Regions from separate parts of the Oncorhynchus mykiss genome. Here region 2 is linked to region 1. A link is a contact called in public Hi-C data. All regions are on one chromosome and are shown on one strand. The core of a region is the stretch at or near the end of the contact, and the rest is flanking DNA. Distances in the headings are between cores, read along the strand shown.

Region 1 (3,245 bases), core at 278-2,777:
AAGATGGACGTCACTGCCTCTGAGCTGACCCGCTCCAATAGCTGCAACCTGGACCTGGGGGGCGGGACAATCACACTTTAGCAGATTTGTAGGAAGAGACAACCGCACAAGATACATTTTAAACATAGCAGGCACACAAAGGTAGAGATGTAGACAATGGTTAAGGAAGTGAACCTTGATCTAAGACATTTGTGATGTTGTTTGTTGTAGTCATATTTGAATGTAAGACGTTAAGCAGTACAACAATTAGGGTCTATAAAACAGAGCAGACAGTGACACAGCACCCCTCCATTCACTCACAGTACTTGGCTGAGCTCTTGCAGCTGCTCCAGGGCTTGCTGACACCAGCATCGCTGAGTGGGGACAGTGCAGCCCTGACAGACCCCCCCCTCAGGCCCCCCGCCCCCCTCCTCAGCCTCCCCTGCCTCCCCCTCCTGGGTCATGTGCACAGAGAAAGTCCTACTGTAGAACTCCAGTATTCTCTCCTGGAGCACAGCTGAGGGGGAGAACAGCAGAATGGCCCTGATGACAGAGAAGGCCCTCTCACGGAGACCCCTGGCCCCAGGGCCACACAGACCACCCCGGCCCTCGTCCTGCCAGGTACCCAGCCTCTCCAACCCTCCTGGGGAAAAGGACATAGAGCACATTTTTATGCATATGGCAAGATTCTGTTCAGTCAAAATTCTAGCATTATTAAGGGTGCATTTAACTGTAACTTCAATGTTTGATCCCACCTAGGAAAGGTTGCAGTCTGTCCAAAAGGGTACGGAAGGCCATGAGTAGGATCCTGGCCCTGTCCTTCTCCTCCAGTTCATTCTCTGGTTGCTTCATTCCAGCCCAGAACTCAGGGGCAATAGCAGTAGTAAGACGCACCTGCAGGGTCTCCATTAGCCATCCCTCCAGAAACTGTCCCAGGCTGTTAGAGCACAGCAGGCTAAGCCCCTCAGAGAGAGACTCATCAGACATGGTGATGTCATTGGACACTGGAGACACCTACAGACAGAGGAAATTGTTTATGTTCTTATAAACAGATACGGTCTATGGTGTGTATGTACATTGATAGATCAACATTGGTCTTAGCTAGTTAGCTAATGCCTGGCATGTGAATCTGTTAACGTTAGCTATCTAACGTTACATGTCCAGCAGCCAACCACAGTAGTACAATTGATCTTATTTAATTCTCACATAAAAGGCAAGCAGGCTATATCAACAACACAAGGTGCTACCGTAGGCAAGTTAGGTCCATCTACTCACCAGAGCTGCAGTTACGGTGTCCCAAGCAGAAGGTAGCCCCTGTGGTACTGAGAAAAACATCTCAGTAGAGTCCATCATCCCGGGTGGACCTAATTACTCAGCGAGAACCACTCGATTGTGTACTGACAAAGTTATCGTCTGTGTTATATCACTCACCCATATTAATAATATGTACGTATCATAGTTTATAAGAAATACTAATATGAATCTAAAATGTAATTATAGATGCCATTTGATTGAAGTTATCGCGCTCTTGCCAAACCTGTGGCGCATAATAGTGACGTACGTGTGGTTGCGGAAGTCATAAAAGTGTGGCGGAAGTGTACGTGACAGTTTGTTAGCTAGTTGTCGTGGAAACAAGCTAAATGGAGGGATTTTGAAGCTAGTTAAGGACAGTGTCGGTGTCGAGAAGGAGTCCATATCGACTGCCTACATCTTTGCACAAATGAGCCAGTTTACAAACTAGTTAAACCTAGCGAGAGTTATCTGTAGCAATACCTTGGCTTCAAACTGCAAAGTTATCATTGAGTCGCTAACTAACGTAGATAGTACTCTGGCTGTGTGCGCGGGGAAGGGCCCTGAAGAGCTGGAAAAGTAAGTATAATCGACAACATCATGACCCAACAAGGAGCAGCGCTACAAACCTACAACAATGAGCTTGTCAAGTGTAAGTGGCATTTCGTATATTTGTCTTTAAATACTACGTTGCTTTAGTTAACTGTTTCTACCTAGCTATGTCAATATGTTAGCTAGCTAGCTTCTTGTTTTCACTTGTTTGGGTCCGTTGTGGAAATATCTGTATTTTTATGCTGTATTTAGGCCCTTCAGGGACAAAGATTTCCCGAATGTATCATATTCCAGCTCCTCATTTTGGACAGCTACAGCTAATTAGGCACTTGTGACTGAATCTGGGTAGTTAACCTTGAAAGAGTATGCTGCTTCTATCCCATGCTTTGATGCAGCCTGTTTCTAGGCTCTTTCTCTTTGATGCGATTTCCTTTTCTCCCAATAGAAAGTCATTATTTCCCTAGGTGCATGTGCAGACAGTTCTTTTTTTCCTATATCACTACACAAGAGTATGTGTGATTCAGTCAACTGAGTTGTTGAAAGGTTAGGGAGGGGGATTAAATGCGGCAGAATTATGTTATTCCTTATTCCCGTATTTTACAGACAAGAGACGCTAGACTTGGACCCAGTCTGTGCGGAAGTTTACCTGTTTGACTTGTCAAGGAAATATGTTTAGTTTGAAATACTTTTGTATTAATTTATTTTTAATTGACCTTGCTTTAGCACAGCCATCAAACCCCTGACACGTAGTTTAAATCAAGACATGGCATTCTGCTTGTGTAGAATTTAAATGCATCCAACTCTGAGTAACTGTTTCAATCAGTCCATGTATAGATAGATGCCCATAATCTCACTGACATGACTGGTAATGTCAGAGGAATTTGATCTAGACTTTAACCCAGGTGTTCTGCTTCATAGGACTATTTTCATTGAAATTGTCTAAGATCAATTGAACCCTTGATTCTCAACCCACTCATTATAGTTTTGATAGATTTGTCAGCAGTTTTGAATCATAATGGCTGGCTTTGAAAATAGGCTAGTATTATGGAGCTGATTCGATGGAGTGTTGATGCAACTAATGCCTATCTTTATACTGTGAAAGATCTAATTCCATAGCTACAGACTAAGATGTGACCTCTGGCAGTGGGATTTCATTAATGTATGATTGATACCGTCTCACACTTTCATCCATCACAGGCTGGAATGGGCTGATTCAACAGGAAAGGGATGCTGAGTGAGGGTGACCTCAATTTAGACCTCCCCCTCTTATCCCTCTTACATTGTGCACAGGAAGTCTGACATGTATTTAGAAGGATAGATTATAGGCCTCTAGGTTGTTTTCTTTAAAATACCCAGATGTCTTACTATTCAGACTGTTGGGACTAGGAATGTAGGCCCAGGCTATATTTGATGCTAAGCATTCA
Region 2 (3,245 bases), core at 507-3,006, 170 kb after region 1:
TTGCCACACTGTACACAGCAGTAAGGCTTCTCACCAGTGTGGATTCTTTGGTGTATCCTCAGGTTACCTGCGTTGCTGAAGGTTTTGGCGCACACAGTGCAACTGTATGGCCTCTCTCCTGTGTGAGTTCGTAAATGGACTTTAAGCTGGTTGTGTTCACTGAAGCGTTTCCCACAGTGTGGGCAGCAGTACGGTCTCTCTCCCGTATGAACACGCTTGTGTATCCTGAGCTGGCCCGGGTGACCGTAGTTCTTACCACAGAGGTCGCAGCTGAACGGTCTCTCTCCCGTGTGAGTGCGTTTGTGGGACTTGAGCAGGTCTGCTCGGCCAAAGCGTTTGCCGCAGTAGTTGCAGCAGTGGGCCTTCTCGCCACTATGAGTCCTCAGGTGGATGTTGAGGGATTGCACTCGACTAAATGTCTTCTCACACTGGGTGCAGTTGTAGAAGCCTTGTGCGTTTTTAGAGGACTCTGCAGAGTTCAAAGTGGGTAAAATATCCTCCCCACTCATCCCAGCAGGGTTAGATGCCATGTCAGGGTAGTATGTCAGGAAGGGGTCTTCTTCTGGTTCAGCCTCTCCAGTTACATTGTGACACAGCCTTCCCTCTGACTCAACAAAATGGCCGCACTCGTCTCCCATCTCCATGTGACTGTCAGACACTATGGTGACTTTGACTTCACTGTCGCTGTCTCTAGAGTCCACATCTGTGTCCAGTGGTGACTGAAGGTGTTCATCATACTCTTCAGGAATGATGTAATTCACCTCAGCACTCTCTGTCTTAATTTGCTTAGAAGCCAGGTTGAGAGGAGACGGGGGCTTTGAGAGGTCTATGGCGTAGTCATCCTCCATATCAGGTTCTGTCTTTATGTTTTTGAACATTAAGGCAGAAACGTTTTGGAGGCATTCTGGTTCCTGCTGAGTTGCTGCATCTGTAAAAGAGACAGACCCTCTGCTCTGAGGCATTTTGTCCTTCTGCTGTCTCCTGGAGCTCCTTCGCTCATCACCCTGTGTTTTGATTGGCTTCTGGGATTGGCCAACAACTGAATGGCTGGAACAGGTCTTCCTTGACAAGTCAGGGAGGTGAACAGCATCCTGGTTACTTCCAGGGTCTGTGCAAAACAAAACACATGTTTAAGTTTTTTTTTTAAAGTAAACTGTTATCCATGGTTTCAATGGGTGCCTGGAAAAGGACATGTAAACATGCAACAGAGTGAGGGTCAGCTTGGCTCGGTGGCCATATTGAGGGCGGCTTGTACCTCAAGTTTGGACAACAAAGGACAGTTAGGCCTACCTCGTCATTATGCAACCAGGTGTGCATCGATAGATGCACACATTTTTAAAACAACTGTGCATTATGTACATACCCTTAACTATCGAATCCTTGTTGTCTTGATCGTGCAACCTTTGTCTAAGATCTTCATTCTCAGTTTCAATTCTTTGTAATTTACCCTTGTACTCAGACAATGTCTGGTCCACTGACTCCAATATGTCACTCACTGTGGCTTTAAAAATCGCATTCAGAGACGACTCCAAGAATACTTTTAAATCTTTTGACTTGGCCATAGTTTGCTAATAAATAGCATACAAATAAACGATAAACATATTTTAAAACCTTCTAAACTATCTTACAAGATGGGTGTGTATGATGTTGCTGCCGTGTACGGAACAAAGCGAACCAGTAAACGTCGCGTGAAAGTGACGTCCCTTTCCTTCGTTTCGTTGTTCTCTTTCCGTAGTGCCTTTTTACCGCCTCCGCAGTTTAGGAGTACGCATAGCATGTGTGTTGGCCGTCTATTCAAGCGTAGTAGCCACCTGGCAGGCAGGTAAAGGTAGGTTTAATGTTCGTTAATATGACATGCATTTAGTGCATTCTGTCGAGGGGAGCTTGTAGGGGGTTGTTTGGTGATTTGACACGTGTTTACTGTTCAAGTAGCTAGTGTTCAAGAAGCATAGATCCAAGTTATACTACTTGTCACAACAACTAGCTCTTCATGTGGTGTCCTACTGTATGTAGTGCTACAAAACAACATCATTTAGGAAGTCAACACATGTAAAGTGCTTGTTTACCTTTATTGTTATTTTGAGGTTTACATGGAACAATCCTTATGAAAAAACAGAGGGAATGTTGTCTTGTCTTCTTCCTCTGTAAGTAGACATTGGGAATAGGGTCCAATGGCTTACATCGTTATTTGCTTAAAAGAATACCTGCTGTGTTCTGAGGCTCTACGAGTTCACTCCCTTGTGTCAGTCTGAGTTTCAGGAATGAAGTTCAGACACTCCCCTAACCTGTGTGGGTGCCTTTAGGCTGTGGGCAGAGGCCCAATGCTCTCAGGTGTCTTTGTGCGCTTTCTCTGACTGCCAATCACAATGTGCCTTTTCTTCCTTTTTGTTGCCTCTTTCAGCTCTCTCATTCCACTCCTCCTTCCCCTTCCCCTGTCTTTCCCAGGCATATCCGTGTTGCAGATGAGCAGAGAGTGGCGGAAGTCTGGGATCTGTTGCCTGGAGATGAGAGGTATCTGTCACAGAGGAGTGGATCAGGACTTGTGAGTTGCATGCGTCCTCTCTCTGTGACACCCCAGGCTAGCGCTGTCTGAGAGAGGCTGTAAGACTTGTTTGTTGTGGGTCTGTGTTGCAGCACCCAGATTGACAAGTCACTGGAGGGATTACGCCGTGTGCTGTAAGCCGTCTATCTACATGGCAATAAAGAGTTTTTTCCCCCCCAGACTGACTTAAAGCCCTACTAGCTAACTGATCATATGATACCCCTTGAGAAAACTTGAAAGGGTAAGTCGATATGCAAGTTTACTATGAAATTGGCAAGTGTTACTCTGTGAAACCTTGGTCGTTTTTAGGGACACTCTGGGGCGGCAGGGTAGCCTAGTGGTTAGAGCGTTGGACTAGTAACCAGAAGGTTGCAAGTTCAAATCCCCGAGCCGACAAGGTACAAATCTGTTGTTCTGCCCCTGAACAGGCAGTTAACCCACTGTTCCTAGGCTGTCATTCTTAACTGACTTGCCTAGTTAAATAAAGGTAAAATATATATTTATTTTTACTTTGTAGCTCTAACTGTGCATTTAATGTATTTTAGTTTTTAATGATCTTAGCCATGTTCTGCTATGTCTAGTTTCCAGACAACAGTAGTGCTTATTATCTAGAGTTTTTCCACGCATGAGTAATATACTGTATTTTAACCATGTTAGTCTGTTGGTATATATGTTTTCATTCAAGTTTGTGGTTTGATTTCTG

The links. Hi-C and Micro-C count contacts between places; a contact is called where the count stands out from the background.
Region 2: a contact with region 1 is called in a Hi-C map of liver, with 7 times the contacts expected there. The contact joins the promoter of LOC110523576 here to the promoter of ssna1 in region 1. A contact is called at or near these places in 2 of 3 Hi-C or Micro-C datasets (blood and liver).

Annotation. Positions count from the first base shown.
Region 1 is chr5:29,003,240-29,006,484 of USDA_OmykA_1.1, forward strand. It overlaps ssna1 (Sjoegren syndrome nuclear autoantigen 1), which reads left to right and starts at 1,528. Exons shown (of 3, transcript XM_021602365.2): 1 at 1,528-1,921. The coding sequence starts at 1,870. It overlaps anapc2 (anaphase-promoting complex subunit 2), which reads right to left and starts at 1,397. Exons shown (of 14, transcript XM_021602363.2): 1 at 1,255-1,397; 2 at 735-993; 3 at 301-622; 4 at 1-54. The coding sequence starts at 1,332.
Region 2 is chr5:29,172,563-29,175,807 of USDA_OmykA_1.1, forward strand. It overlaps LOC110523576 (PH and SEC7 domain-containing protein 4), which reads left to right and starts at 1,757. Exons shown (of 17, transcript XM_036977221.1): 1 at 1,757-1,828; 2 at 2,402-2,542; 3 at 2,635-2,783. LOC110523575 (zinc finger protein 260) reads right to left here and starts at 1,693. Exons shown (of 2, transcript XM_021602382.2): 1 at 1,364-1,693; 2 at 1-1,108. The coding sequence starts at 1,562.